3 separate regions of the Zea mays genome follow, and regions 2 and 3 are each linked to region 1. The links are chromatin contacts, called in public Hi-C maps. All regions are on one chromosome and are shown on one strand. The core of a region is the stretch at or near the end of the contact, and the rest is flanking DNA. Distances in the headings are between cores, read along the strand shown.

Evidence for each region. A called contact is a pair of places that touch in the nucleus more often than the background predicts.
Region 2: a contact with region 1 is called in a Hi-C map of tassel, with 5 times the contacts expected there. The contact joins the enhancer-like site here to the promoter of LOC103636980 in region 1. A contact is called at or near these places in 3 of 25 Hi-C or Micro-C datasets (ear, leaf and tassel).
Region 3: a contact with region 1 is called in a Hi-C map of root tip, with 4 times the contacts expected there. The contact joins the promoter of LOC103635294 here to the promoter of LOC103636980 in region 1. A contact is called at or near these places in 3 of 25 Hi-C or Micro-C datasets (ear, root tip and tassel).

The regions. Positions count from the first base shown.
Region 1 is chr8:66,147,073-66,151,663 of Zm-B73-REFERENCE-NAM-5.0, reverse strand. LOC103636980 (Protein PLASTID MOVEMENT IMPAIRED 2) reads left to right here and starts at 2,445. Exons shown (of 2, transcript XM_008659273.4): 1 at 2,445-3,305; 2 at 3,382-4,591. The coding sequence starts at 3,186. LOC111590087 (U5 spliceosomal RNA) reads left to right here and starts at 2,305; the gene lies at 2,305-2,424.
Region 2 is chr8:65,939,330-65,943,920 of Zm-B73-REFERENCE-NAM-5.0, reverse strand. No RefSeq gene overlaps it. Among protein-coding and RNA genes, the nearest start is that of TRNAF-GAA, 4.7 kb to the right of the region's middle. Within about 2 kb of position 1,775, at least 11 of the 20 cell types and tissues checked have an H3K27ac peak or open chromatin away from gene starts, as enhancers often do. A contact at or near this core is called in ear, leaf and tassel, where this site is marked.
Region 3 is chr8:66,320,172-66,324,762 of Zm-B73-REFERENCE-NAM-5.0, reverse strand. LOC103635294 (LEAF RUST 10 DISEASE-RESISTANCE LOCUS RECEPTOR-LIKE PROTEIN KINASE-like 1.2) reads right to left here and starts at 2,453. Exons shown (of 5, transcript XM_008657785.4): 1 at 1,478-2,453; 2 at 911-943; 3 at 348-629; 4 at 1-206. The coding sequence starts at 2,087.

The sequences.
Region 1 (4,591 bases), core at 1,196-3,695:
TCGCTGATTGTAGCTCGATGGTTCGTGCCGGATGTACGAGAAAGAGAGTCGAGCGATTTTCTCTAGGTTTGGGCCACTTTGAGAGGCGTAATACCCTACTTCCTATGGTGGCTCTGTATGTGTGGTGTGTTTACAAGTGGTGTTTACCGAGTAGAGAGGTGCTAATGAGATGAAAATGATGGGGTTCCCCCTAGGCCTTATATACACCACCGTGGGACACTCCCTATACACACGCTGATCACACTCTTCCAGCTTATCTCCTAGTTAATAGCGAAGAGACTTTGCTTATCTTAAGGAAAACCCGGTGGCTTCGTTCCGATCTATCTCCCGCATTTGAGGGCGTCGGGCGTGGGAAAGGCAAACGGCTCCCTCGAGATTATGCCTAATCTGCGAACGACCCGAGCGCGAGCCCATCGCCTTCTTGAGTTGGCCCATTTCAACTGTAATCTTTGTCCAGCCCACGATGAGATGACCTTGTGGGGTGACTAGTTTGTGGCCCCACGCAAGGTTTTTCGCCTTTTAGTGGACCCAGGGGATATCTGTCCCCCACAAGCCCCTAATCTTTGAGTTGATTTTAAAATAATCGACTCAAAGGTTCCTGGTCCTGCCCATGGGTTTGTGGCATGACTTGATCATTTGTACCTCTGTTGGGTCATTGGGTGCACCAAAGGTGCACCCATTGGGTGTAGCCTCCGAGATTTGAGTGGATTTTAGAAGTAATCCATTCAAAGGTCTTCATCTTTATACTTTTGAAATCAACACTTGGCTTCAGGGCGTCGTGAATTTGTTAGGTGTACCGAAGGTGCACCCATTGGGTGTAGCCCCCAAGCTTTGAGTGGATTTTAGAAGTAATCCATTCAAAGGTCTTCATATTTATGCTTTTGAAATCAGCACTTGGCTTCAGGGTGTCGTGAATCTGTTGGGTGCACTGAAGGTGCACTCAATGAGTGTAGCCCCTGAGCTTTGAGTGGATTTGAGAAGTAATCCATTCAAATGTCTTCATCCTTCTGCTTTTCAAATCAGCATTTGGCTTCCAGGCATTGTGAATCAGTTGTGTAGTCCCGGGGCTTTGAGTGGATTTTAGAAGTATTCCATTCAAAGGTCTTCATACTTTTGCTTTTCAAATCAGCATTTGGCTTTCAGGCATTGTGAATCTGTTGGGTGCACCGAAGGCGCACCCAATAGGTGTAGCCCCCGAGCTTTGAGTTGATTCTGAAATAATCAATTCAAAGGTCTTCATCTTGTGTCGTTTTCAAAATAATTTTTAGAATAACGAGACGATGACGTTTGTTTATATCTTGTTAGGTCTGAAATCAATTTGATCGGTGACAAGTTGGACATCTGTCCGCTACCGCAAAAATATATTTGCGTTGTTCACCATTTAAGCTGCATTCATGCTAGTTGTATCTTATACTCCGCACCTTTTTTTGTCGCAGAAAGTTATTAAGACATGTTTAAACATTGACTATAACGTTTTACCAAAATTTTCAAGTTTTTTTAGATACATTTTTAATCTTGCCAGAGCTAAATATATTCTTTAGAGCTTCTAGGGAATATGGATACCAACATGAGATCTAAATATTTTATTTGGATTTTCTTGTCCTAATCTAACTCTGGAGTTTGCTTAAAAACTATAAACTTAGGAACATTTTTTACGTTTAAAAGTTTTACCAAGTATCTAACAGAGACACAGTTTTTATTTTGTTAATACAAATGATGAAACTGCCTTTAAAACCAATTCAAGTTAAGATAGAGACGTAATATAAAAAGTTTTAAAACTTTGGAGGTAATATATATCTATATATATATATAATTTTAAAATTTAGTAAGAAAAATTAGACCACGGATACTCACATAGAGGTAGAGCTAAAATAGACTTCCTTTCACTCCAGAACACGTATCAGCAAAAATAGGTCAGACCAACTCGTGGGCTGCAAATGATGTTCAGCACATGGGCCGTGGCCTCTGGGCTGCTTTGATAGGGTCGCCTTGATAGCCCTTTTGGCAAGAAACGAATAAAAAAAGAACTCGTTAAAGACGCTGACTGCGCGTCCAGCAAGCTCGAAGCCAGCGGCCAGCGTGGAACTTCACTTGTGAAATCGTTGGCAGGCCAGACTCCGCACGATTCATTGCTGGACGGCCCATGGATGGATGTAGAACAGCCCACTTGAACCCTGGACAGAAGACTCGGCCGAAAGTAGGTGTTGATCATGGGATTATTAGTACCTTATCGTGGAGCTGATAGACATAGGGTTACGGGACAAGTTATAAGAGAGGGGTTGGTGTCACCAGACTAAAACACGGAGCTGTGTGGTGAGCACAAAGCGAACTATTCTTTCGCCTTTTACTAAAGAATACTGTGTGCTCATCATAATTAGCAGCATACCTTAATTTTTTAAGGGTGTTCTCCTATTTAGGGAGGACCCCAACAAATTCAATGTAATTTAATTAATTTAAATTCTCAATTCTCATTCAAACAACCAGTCTCAATTCTAGTTCTTATATGGCCTCAAGCAACAATATTCTTTTATTTATCAATTCAATTCATCAGCCAGACAGGAGAAGGCAACTGAATCTTCAAAAAGGAGAAGGCAACTGTGTTGTCATCGCAGCATCAGGTGCCGAGTGTTCTCGCTTTGCTGCTGATCTGACTCTGCACAATGCAGCAATTCCCTGGATGAAGCTCATGCACCGCAATTCACGATGGTGATGATACATTTTCCACAGCTTGTCCTATGCACACAGGCGCCAACAGCAAGGTGGTTGTCTGGTATTTGCTAGTAAGCCCGCAGGAGTCTCCAAGGCACGGGCGTTGTCCTCTGCACACAGGCTGCCGTTAGCTGGTGGGAGCACCCAAACTGATCTCGGGACCTCCATTTATATTCTGTCCAATGAACCAACCAACCACCAAGGCAACTGAGTTAACAAGGAAGCAATTTTCGAAAAGAAAATGAAGGGAAATGCGAGCTGGGTATTTTGGTCGCTTTCTAGGAATGCCCCACAGCAACAGCATGGATACTGTAGAGCTGCGACTGTGATGTATTTTGTATGTGCTTTTCTAGTGAGGGGGGCTCCTCTGAATTTTGCCATGCATTCCCAGGCTTGGAACTTCAACGCCAACGCTTGTCGTTTATGTTGTTGCCGTCCTACTATATAACCAAGCTTCTAAGAGATCTTTCAAGGACATGGAGAGTAAAATGGAGCAGAACTCGGGAGAGATCAGGTCGGGAGAGGCCATGAGCATTTTTGGCCAGAGCATCGATGTGAGGAGGCCGGGGAGGAGCAGGAGAAGAGCCGCCAACAAGGTACCATCTGAATTCTCAACTCTGAAAATGAAAATGATGTGCTGCGCTTGACACCGACCGTGGCGCATGCATGCAGAAATTCTCACCCGCGACTGCGAGCGAATCACAATCACCCACCCTGGAGCGGCTGCTGGACCAGCGCAGGGCCGTCGTCACGGAGCGGGAGCGCGGCCGTGCCGAGTCCGAGCTGTCAAGGGCGACTGGCATGGCCCAGGAACTGGAGCGGCAGGTCGAGCAGGCCAACGCCGCCACGGCGAGGGCTTCTCACAGGCCGGAGCTCCAAAGAACACGTGCCAGCGGCAGCAGGAGGAAGAAGACGGGGTTGGTGGTGGACGCCGCCGACCATCCTCGGGATCAGAGCAGCACGCTGCTCGTCGAGGTGATGCAGGAGCTGGACCGCGTCAAGAGGGAGCTCCGGCAGCTGCAGCGCGAGGTGAAGTCCGCGAGGGAGGCCGAGGCCGAGGCCGAGGGAGTCGCGGAGACGCCGACGCCCAGAGCGACGAGCCCCGGTCCGCCTCCCCTCGACGGTGCGGAGGGAGAGGCCGGCGAGGGAAACGAGGAGCGTGGCCCAGGCATAATGGAGCTCGCCGTGGCCGGTGGATTCCGCAAGCAGGGCGTGCAGGACACGAGGGCGCGTGCCTTAGTGCTGCGTAGGGACAGGAGCCTCGGAGCGAGCGACCCTGACGAGAGGTTCGCCACCGCCAGCAGCTCCGACGTGGGACTCGAGTCCGCGGACACGGCGGCGGCGGTGCCGGCGACGGCCCACGCCGTCGTGGACGCCGAGACCGCACCGACGGCAGCGCGGCAGGCTGCGGAGGCCGAGCTGGAGGAGCCCATGAAAGAAGAGGGAGCCCGCGCGTTCGCCGGCTCCGTAGAACGCACCCGCGGGGAGACGGCCGAGGAGATCGACCGGCTCGCCGAGCAGGAGGTACGAGCCAGCGCGCAGGTGAGCCAGCTGAACGCCAGGCTTGTCACGGCCAGGTCCCGGCTGGACGCCGCCACGGCCGTGGACGAGCGGGCCGAGGCGGTGCTGGCCGAGCTGTCGGCCGCGCTGCGGCGGCTGGGCGAGGAGACCGAGGCAGCGGAGAAGGAGAGGGCGCTGACGGAGCTGGACAGCCAGAGCGTGACAGAGGACGCGGACGCCGTCGGCGCCGAGATCGCGGCGGTCGAGCAGAGGGTCAGGGAGTCGATCAAGGAGCTCGAGGCGGCGAGGGCGTCGGAGGCCGCGGCCACGGCGAGGCTCAGGGCCGCCGTCGAGGACGCGGCGCTGGCCGGGACTGCGCCGC
Region 2 (4,591 bases), core at 526-3,025, 210 kb after region 1:
TTATTATTATTCACTCTTCAGGCATCATATATACGTCGTAGACGCACTAACACACTTCAGGGCCGGCTTGCTTCTATTCCGGTGCATGATCAGATAGATATGCAGATAGATTACGCACGAGATCTCTCATAAAAAGAAAAAGGAGTACGTAGTGTTTGTTTCTTTCCAACGTGGGCACGCAGCAGATAACAATCATTTGGCGCACATTAACTTGGCCGTGATTTTCAAATGAAATTCTCTAGCAGCGCTGCTCTTTTGACCATTAATATTAGACGGTGGTGATGCGGCCGGCCGGCCATGCGGGTCCGTGTGCATCGTTCCTCACGGCAATAACTAGGAGTGGTGTGGTGTTCTGCGTTTTGTTTACAACACAGTTGCAGGGACTACGTACTGTAGCCGTGGCTTAATGGCATGTCCATTTAACATCCCATCTTTTGAGAGTTTGTGTCTCTATCTCAATTAAGCTTTCACACTTTATTTATTACTTACATGCTAGGCTAGTTATAGAACTTGAGCATATATTGCACATTAACTCTTATGCGACAGAGATAGCAACTCATCAAGCAGCAAACATGTAGATGGATGCATATATATAGATAGATTACTTTCTTAGGTAAAAATTAGAGGCCTTAGTTATTAATAAGTAGATTTTTAGGTTGCCTGATTCTCCTCCACCCCTTTCTCAGGTGTCATAGGTCCTTCAAGTGATTGCAGATAAGAACCTCAGACAGTCAGGCTGTCAAAGCATGTTATTATGTTTAGGGTGCAGGTGGACGTACTCACTTAACTGATGACGAGTAGGTGTTGCTTCTCCAACCAAAGACATGTCCACATATGTTTAGGGTGCAGGTGGACTAGTACGTATATATACATCCAATTCCAATCCGATCGTCGTATATAGCGCGCGCGCGTGGTTGCGTAGGCGTTACAAAATCGAGACGTATCATCGCTGCATTATATTGACCTAGGATTACAGTAAAGATTCTTCTATTTTTTTTTTTGAGTACATTCCACCTGATTGGATGCCTGAGCACGCCGAGCCACGCTCGCAGGAGCTTGGCCGACCGGGTACGCCAGATTCCGCCGTATGCGTAGATACACCTAAATAGTCTCAAAATGACTTATTTTGTATCTACTCATACAGGTCGGGTCTTCCTTATACAGTCAACCAAACACACGCTTATACAAAGTCAACGCATGTAGTGGCTCAGAACAAGACGATGCGAGCAACCAATCAAGCCAATTGTGGTGCTGATAGTACATCTCTACGTCTACAGGGATGCTTGCTTGTCATGCGTGAGTCGGTCAGTGTTGGCTCCACTTGCGCCCTAAACTACTGCTAGCCGTCGTCGTTGACCTTGACCTCGGGCTGCGATGCTGCGAGGTTAAAAGGTCATTTGCAGGGGGGGGAAAGAATTGAATCGCATCGTTTGCTTGTACTTATGCGTGTGTGGTAACATGAGTGAGACACTACCGGCCGTATCCGTCGTCGTCTAGCTCACATCGATCTCAACTAAACTGGATCTCTCAACTGTCGGTAAAGAGAGTGCAGATCGAGGTAGACAAGTAGCTCTTATAGCTAGTTGTTTCAAACAAATGCGAATCTGACATTTTGTTCCCACTGCCAAGCGCGTCTGTTGGTATTGGTAGAAGTAAACTTTGACCGAGTATCGTCATGCATGTGGCGAGTTGCATCGTCGTCATGCATATGCCGCGTTGCTGTGTCGATCGGTCGTCGTCGTCACCTCGCCGACGTCACGCTCTTGCACGGCGTTTCAGGCGAGTCCGACAACCGCGTGGAGGTGGAGGACTGAGGAGCGAAGCAACCAGAGCATCGGTCTCCGTGCCACAATAATTAAGCTCTCTTTGCATGTTCTTGCAAGCGCTTGGATCTCTCTCGCAGCAACTCATTAGCTCTACGCCTCTACCCCGTTCCATTCGGTCTAAGACACTCGGCAAAGGCTATTTTACACTCGGCAAAGGCTTTGCCGAGTGTAACACTCGGCTAAGATTTCATCGGCAAAGGGTTCTTTGCCGAGTACTTTTTTTCGACACTCGGCAAAGACTTTGCCGAGTGTCAAAAATCACTCGGCAAATTAAGAAACGAAAAAATTAAAAAAAACAGCAAAACATTTTTTAAATTATAGAAACAACTCTCCAACCCTACCCTATTACCTTACCCGTTCCCTATCATTTTTCACTATTATTTTAAATCAAACTTATATGTTTTGTAAATGGTGAGATTCGAACTCGCAACTTCTCTCTCGCGCATACCCTCCTATACCACTACACTACTACACCAATTATGTTTATATTACGATTTCCATTCCCCATGTACTATAACAAATCGAGAGTAATTTGATTATTTAAGGCACTAAATGAGTTCATTTGAAAATGTGACCAACTATAAAGTTGCATAACTTTTTGAGATCTAAAAGTTTTATTTTAATAGTTTCTACATCCGAGACCGTTTATAAAATTTGAATTTTAAATTTAAAAACTTCACACGAAATTTTCAATGATAAGATGATTTCAAATCAAAAAATTGTCAACTACAAAGTTTCATTACATTTCAAGACCTACAACTTTTATTTTGGTGGTTTTTCCATCCGAGACAGTTTGAAAAATTCAAATTTCAAAATTCAAACATAGTTTTGCATAACAAGATGATTTCAAACTAAAACATTGTCAACTACAAAGTTTCATAACTCTTCAATACCTACAACTTTCATGTTGGTGGTTTTTTCTTTCGAAGTCATTTTCAAAATTCAAATTTTAAATTTTTAAAATTCAGACGTAGTTTTCGTTGACAATATGACTTCAAATGAAAAAGTTGTCAACTATAAACTTCTATAACTTCTCAAGATCTACAAAGTTTATTTTGGTTGTTTGGTAATTTGTTTATCTCAGATGATGGTTCTAACAATATGCACAAATTCTATACGTCTCTCTCGTAGTTTCATAAACTACGAGAGAGATATAGATTTTATGAACAAATTTATTTTTATTTTGTCATATGAAGAAATGTTCAATATATAAATTGTACATCATGATGAGTTATACAAATTTGTAGTTGAAAACTTTTTCATTTGAATTAATTTACTATTTTAAAATGTGATTTTTATATTGTCTTTGCCTAGTGTTGGAGAAAAAACACTCGGCAAATAGCTCTTTGCCGAGTGTTGTATTTGTGACACTCGGCAAAGAGTCCTTTGCCGAGTGTCAAAAAAAGACACTCGGCAAAGAAACTCTTTGCCGAGTGTCAAAAATAAAACACTCGGCAAAGAGCTTATTCGCCGAGTGTTTTATTTTACCGAGGGTTTTTTGCGTGACACTCGGCAAAGAGCTCTTTGCCGAGTGCCCGAAATAAAACAATCGGCAAAGAATATGACACTCGGCAAAGAGTCAAATTCCGGTAGTGTGAGCGGCGGCCCAGCACAACACACTACTTACTATACATGGCGGGCCGAGACAGCCGCTATCAGGCTGCACTCTTCGCTAACCTGCTTCGTTGATGGTAAAGCCCTGCGTGATTGCATGCCCACTTCCTCTCACTCTCTAACAATTCATCTACAACGGTAAAACTATGGTCCTGTATAGACTGCTTTAGCTCCTAAAGATATGGTAGACTGGGTCATCAGATGCTCTCTGAAAAATCGTGCTAAGAGGTGATCCAAATAATCAACGCCTTAAGCCAAAGGGGTCATCCGATTCACAAGCCGGCTCCCCTCCCCTGCTATCAATCAATTCTGTCTAAACCAGCAGGCCATGCCGGCTAAGCTAGCTGGCTCTACGCTAGGCCCTAAATAATAACCGCCCTAACCTGTCAGAAACTCGATAACGTCGATACGGACTAAAGTCAGATAACAGTGCAGTTGCGTATATGTCAAGAATCATATCGTGTGCGACAGAATTGGTGTGGGGCTTGACTTCTTTGGACCTTGATCAAAGTCTAAAAGACTGCCTTTGTAATGCGATGGTGTTTATGAGCTAAGTCCCCATCTTTATACTCCTTCCGAAATTTTTTACTTACGTTGTTTAGTTCATACTTGAACTGCACAACGACAAATATAACAACAAAAAACGGAGATATTATATAACATGGTCTCTCCGACAATTTGTCTGGATGCTATGACGAAAACAAAAGGGGAATGAACACAATAAGGCTTTGTTCGGTTGGGCCGGTATTGGTCTGAATCAGAATGAAAACCCTATGGAACAAATCCACTTGGTTGAAATCCCGGCCCATACAAAAACAACATTCGTTTATGCCCGCTCGGGCCTCAACCCCGGTCCATCCCGGTCGTTCCCACCTCATCCCGGCCTGGAAACAATACCCGTCTCGGCGGCGTGGAAAGAAAGCACGCGAAGAGAGCGCTGTAGTGCACGGGCGGCGGCTACGGCACAGAAGGGCAGCAGCACAAGATCCAGCTGCACGAGATCCGGCGGCGGCATCTACACTGGCTGACCGGCGTCCACAAGGGGAGCGCCACTGGCTGACCGGCGCTATCTTTACGGTGTCTGCTTCTCTCCGGTAGCACTCACGTCCTCCTCTCCTTTTCATCTCATGCATCTGCTCTTGCTGCATCTC
Region 3 (4,591 bases), core at 1,204-3,703, 170 kb before region 1:
GTGGTCCGCAACCGTGCCGTTGGGCACGAACTCGTACACCAGCAGGAGCTCGCGGCTGCGGCTGGAGGTGCAGCCGTAGAACGGCACCAGGTTCGGGTGGCGCAGGCGGGACAGGATGGCCGCCTCGTTCAGAAACTGCTCCACGCGCCGCCAGCTGTTGTTGTACAGGCGCTTGACGGCCACCACGCGCCCGTCTCGGAGGTGCCCTGACGAACACATCAAATCCACCCAATAATCCAACGTAAAATTGCATGACAACAAACTGAAAAAGGGGAGAAAAATCTTGGTAAACGACGACTGGCCTAGCTAACAGTGTTTTATCATCAAGAGTGTGGTGATGTGTGTACCTTTGTACACGGTGCCGAAGCCGCCATCGCCGATCTCCATTGTGCCGCTGAAGCTGTCAGTTGCCTCCTCCAGCTCCTCGTATGTGAAGTGGTGCGTCTGCAGGCTGCGGACGCTGCCGGACTCCATGTCAGTGCTACCTCTGGAACGCGGCGTCCCGCCGGAGGCAGTGGGCTTGAGGAGCCTCGAGGACGAGGTCACCTTGTACTGCCTTCTCTTGCGGATGTACAAGCACGCCATGACCACAAGAAGCAAGGACAGAACGCCGGCAGCTATGGAGGTCCCTGAAGTTGCGAATTTTGCAAACGGTGAGGACATTGTTCAGGAAAGAACAGGTGCATGGGGTTAGGGGTGGCAGTGCATTGCTTAATTTCTTCTAACATTTCAGTCACTGTTATGCTGACAATCACGATGTTGCTTGTATTGTCTGTAACATTTCTAAACAAAAAACGAAACCATTCATCGCACAACAAAGCTAGAGCAAACCTCCAGTTCGTATCCAATTATCAATGCAAGATTATATATAGTATTACTAGCTTGTAGAGCAGACAGGTTCAGAATTTACCTATTGCAATCGCTTTTTTGTTCTTCTTCGATCCTGCAAAAGAAGTAGGGGAAAACAAGTTATGAAGCAGGGAGCAAACCAAGTATATGATATCAGTGGCATCTGGTTTTCCTAAGAAGAGTTTATTACTACATAAACCCCCAAGGGATCATGTCTTGCAAGTTGCAACACAAGTTGGTTACAGTTTTATCTCGTTCTTCGGAGTAGTTAGGCCTGCTACTTGTCAACTAGCTAGTACTAACTATTCAATCAAACAGACGATGAAAATGAAAGAAATATGTGAAGAAAGCTATCAAGGTCCAGTTCTTCGTTCACGTATTGTGTATGTATCATGGTGCACTGCACTGTAGTTAGGGGTGATAATGGATCGCGATCCAAATGCTTCCTCACAAAATAATAGTACCCTAAATAATTTTTAATTCAAAAATGAATAGAAATAAGTCTCGATTTTAATTCGATCCGATCATTAAATCTTATAGTATATAATTTAGAGCACAATGTAAGTGCAGTCCGAGAACTATGTTCTACTGCTACTAACAGAGAAAAAGGGCAGATCAAGAATCTTACCGCAGTCTGTGCTGCGCACGCGGCCGTCGGAGCACAGGCAGCCGATGAACTCTCCGACCTGGTTGTAGCTGCACTGCCCGCCGGAGTTCTCGCAGAAGTAGCAGGGCCCGGCGCTGGGGTCCCACGTCAGCTGGAAACCCAGCTTCAGCAGCTGCCCGTACCCGTCGCCGTTGAGACGCGAGAGGTAGTCCGCATCAGGGTTCAGGAGCTGGTCCTTGAGCACCGGCACGACGACCGGCTTCTTGCACGCCCGCGGCCACTCCCACTCGTCCACGCCCGGCCGCGCCACCACCACGAAAGACGTCGCCCCGCTCGGACTCCGGAAGCCGCTGCAACTGATCGGGGGCGGGACGTCCGCCCGCGGCGGAGGGGTCTCCGCTGTGAAGACGCAGTCGAACCAGAAGACGAGGTCCTCGTTGGCGGTGTCCGACAGGCTGAGCCACGTCCCCGGCGGCACGGTGACGTTGCGCGCCACCCTCGGGCAGTGGTCGTCCCCGCTCGCCGCGCCGGCCACCGTCACGGTGTGGTTGCTGTAGTCGATGGCCAGCACGGTGTAGTTGTCGGCCCCGAGCCTCAGTGTTGCGCGGCCGCCCTCGCAGGCCACCCCCATGCCGGGGTACCCGCAGTAGGACTTGGCGTACGCCGTGCCGCCTTCGACGGCGTAAGTGGCGTCGGCGGGGAAGAACGGGTAGCGCACGTCGACGGTGTCGCCGCAGCGGGAGGAGGACGCCCCGGCACGCGCCGGGGTTGTAGCGCGCGGCCTCGTCGGCGACTACGGGCGCGAGGGAGACGAGGAGGAGGAGGACGGCGGCGCCCGAGGCGAGGGGAGCCGGCACCGCCATGGCGAGGGGTACGGTGAGGTTAATTCGGCGAGAGTGCGTCCTTTACAGCTTTACTTGAGCCGCACGGCCGTCACGTACTCGCGTGGTCGAGTCGAGTACAGGACAAAACTCTCTCGTCGCGAGTCGCGACGATGGCGTTGCGTTGGTGCACGACTTTGATTTGACCTGCCCGTCGGCCGGTGGGGGGAGGCGCGGTTGGTGGCGAAGGAACACGTGGCGGGGTCTGATTTGTTGGGAGGAGCGGTTTGGTTTGGTCTTCGGTTGCTGGTGGCATCTGGCATGCATGGGCGCATGGCACGCCGCAGACCGGGCGATGGCCGATGGGTGACCTATGCAGTTTTTCTAGTATACTAGCGCGTGTGATTTGATACTATTTCTATATATCAGATTAGCGAGTTGTTCGTGTTTTTGGCTACGGTTTTTATATGTCATATAAATAATAGGTATTGAAATATTTATTTAAATATAATTATTATTTATTTTTAAACACTAAGTTATGTGTTTGGTGACTAAGTTACGTGTTTGGTGGTTAGCTCCAAATTTTTATATAATTATTGTTTATTTCTAAACAGTGGTTGAAAGAGTGCTGCGCGGGCACTCGGCCTGAAGCCCACAGGGCATGTGTCGGCTGAGGTGGGGCAGGTCTAGAGTGTCAGCATGGAGAGTGAAGTTATGGTAGTACCAAGTGCCCACATTAGATTCTTAATAAAGTAGCATATACAATAGGTATTAATATATTTATTCAAATATAATTATTATTTATTTCTAAACTAAGATATGTGTGGTTTGGTAGTTAGCCTTGAGTTGGAGTAGAGTGTGGGTTTGAGTGCTTGCTCTACACTATTTTTTAATATATAAATTATTTATTTCTAAACCCTGAGGGATGTGTGGTAATTGCGGGGTCAGGTTCGAGTGCTCACTCTACACTATTTTTGAAAGTAGCCTAGAGGGGGTGAATAGGCTAATCTGAAAATTTTCACAACAAACTTCGAAAGATTGTTAAATACACAGTTCGACTGGTGCAGGCTGGTTCAACAGCTACGTGCGCAAGTTGAACCACTCTGAACCAATCCAACTGTTTTATAAACTTTAGACTATAATCTACTCGAAAAAGTATTTCACGAGTCCTTTTGAGAAGTAAGGTATAACTAAGTTAGAATTGAAAGATGAATATATAAAGGCTATTTCACTTCTAAATATACTTTATGGAAAAATCTATATGTCAATCTTGCAAGTAAAAATATCTTAAGTTAAAGACAAGCAAGAACACAAGACACAAGATTTAATCCGTGGTTCGGCCACACCACAAAGGTGTCCTACTCCCCATTGAACAGCCCACAAAAGGCCGGGTCTTTTTCAACCCTAATCCTCCAAAAGCCGACCACAAAGGTCAAAGCAATCTCTTCTTATTTCAGCTCAAAGAGCGGGTGATACAAACTTCTTGGGGTCGTCCACAAATTTGGAGACTCCCAAGCAACCTCAAAAGATCTTGAAACCTAGTGTTTCAAGAACACCAAGAAAGCACAAGAGGGGTTTGCACAAGCTCAAGTCTTTTAAAAAGAGATGGGAGAGGAAAGCCAAATCATGAGCACAAGCACAAACCTCACACCCAAGAGCTTCTCCAACAAGGTTGAATCTTGAGGAAGATTTAAGTGTGAGAGAGATGGGAGAAAGGAGTGCTTTGTCTCAAATTAGGTGAGCAATAAATGTGTAAGTGTACAACCACATTGAAGAAAGGGGGAGAGGGTTCTATTTATAGTCACGGCTCAAAAACTAGCCGTTTAACCAGGAACCCCACAGAAAACCGGTTGGACCGCCCCCTAGGGCGGTTGAACCACCCCCCGACAAGTCAGGAGACTGTCTGCTAGTCTGACTGCCAGACTGACTGGCAGACTGACCTGCAGGCTGGTCAGACATGATAGGACCGGTTGAACCGCCCCATGACAACCCTGGTGACCTGACTGCTAGTCTGACTGGCAGACTGCAGGTCAGAAGTCAGAGGGGTCAGAGACCAGTTGAACTGCCCCCCAGGACCAGTTCAGCTGGTCTAGACTAGAGAGTTTAGGAGAGAAAACCCCAGCTCAGCTGCCCGGGGGCAAGTTCAGCTGGTGTATGGTCAAAGAGGTCCACAGCTGAAGTTGAAGTTCAGCTAGAGTTAAAAGCTCAACTCAGCTGAAGTCCAGCCCAGCTGAAAAGCTCAGCTGTAGCTGAAGAAGCTCAACTCAGCTGAAGTTAAGTTCAGCAGGGAAGCTCAGCTGCAGTTGAAGAAGTT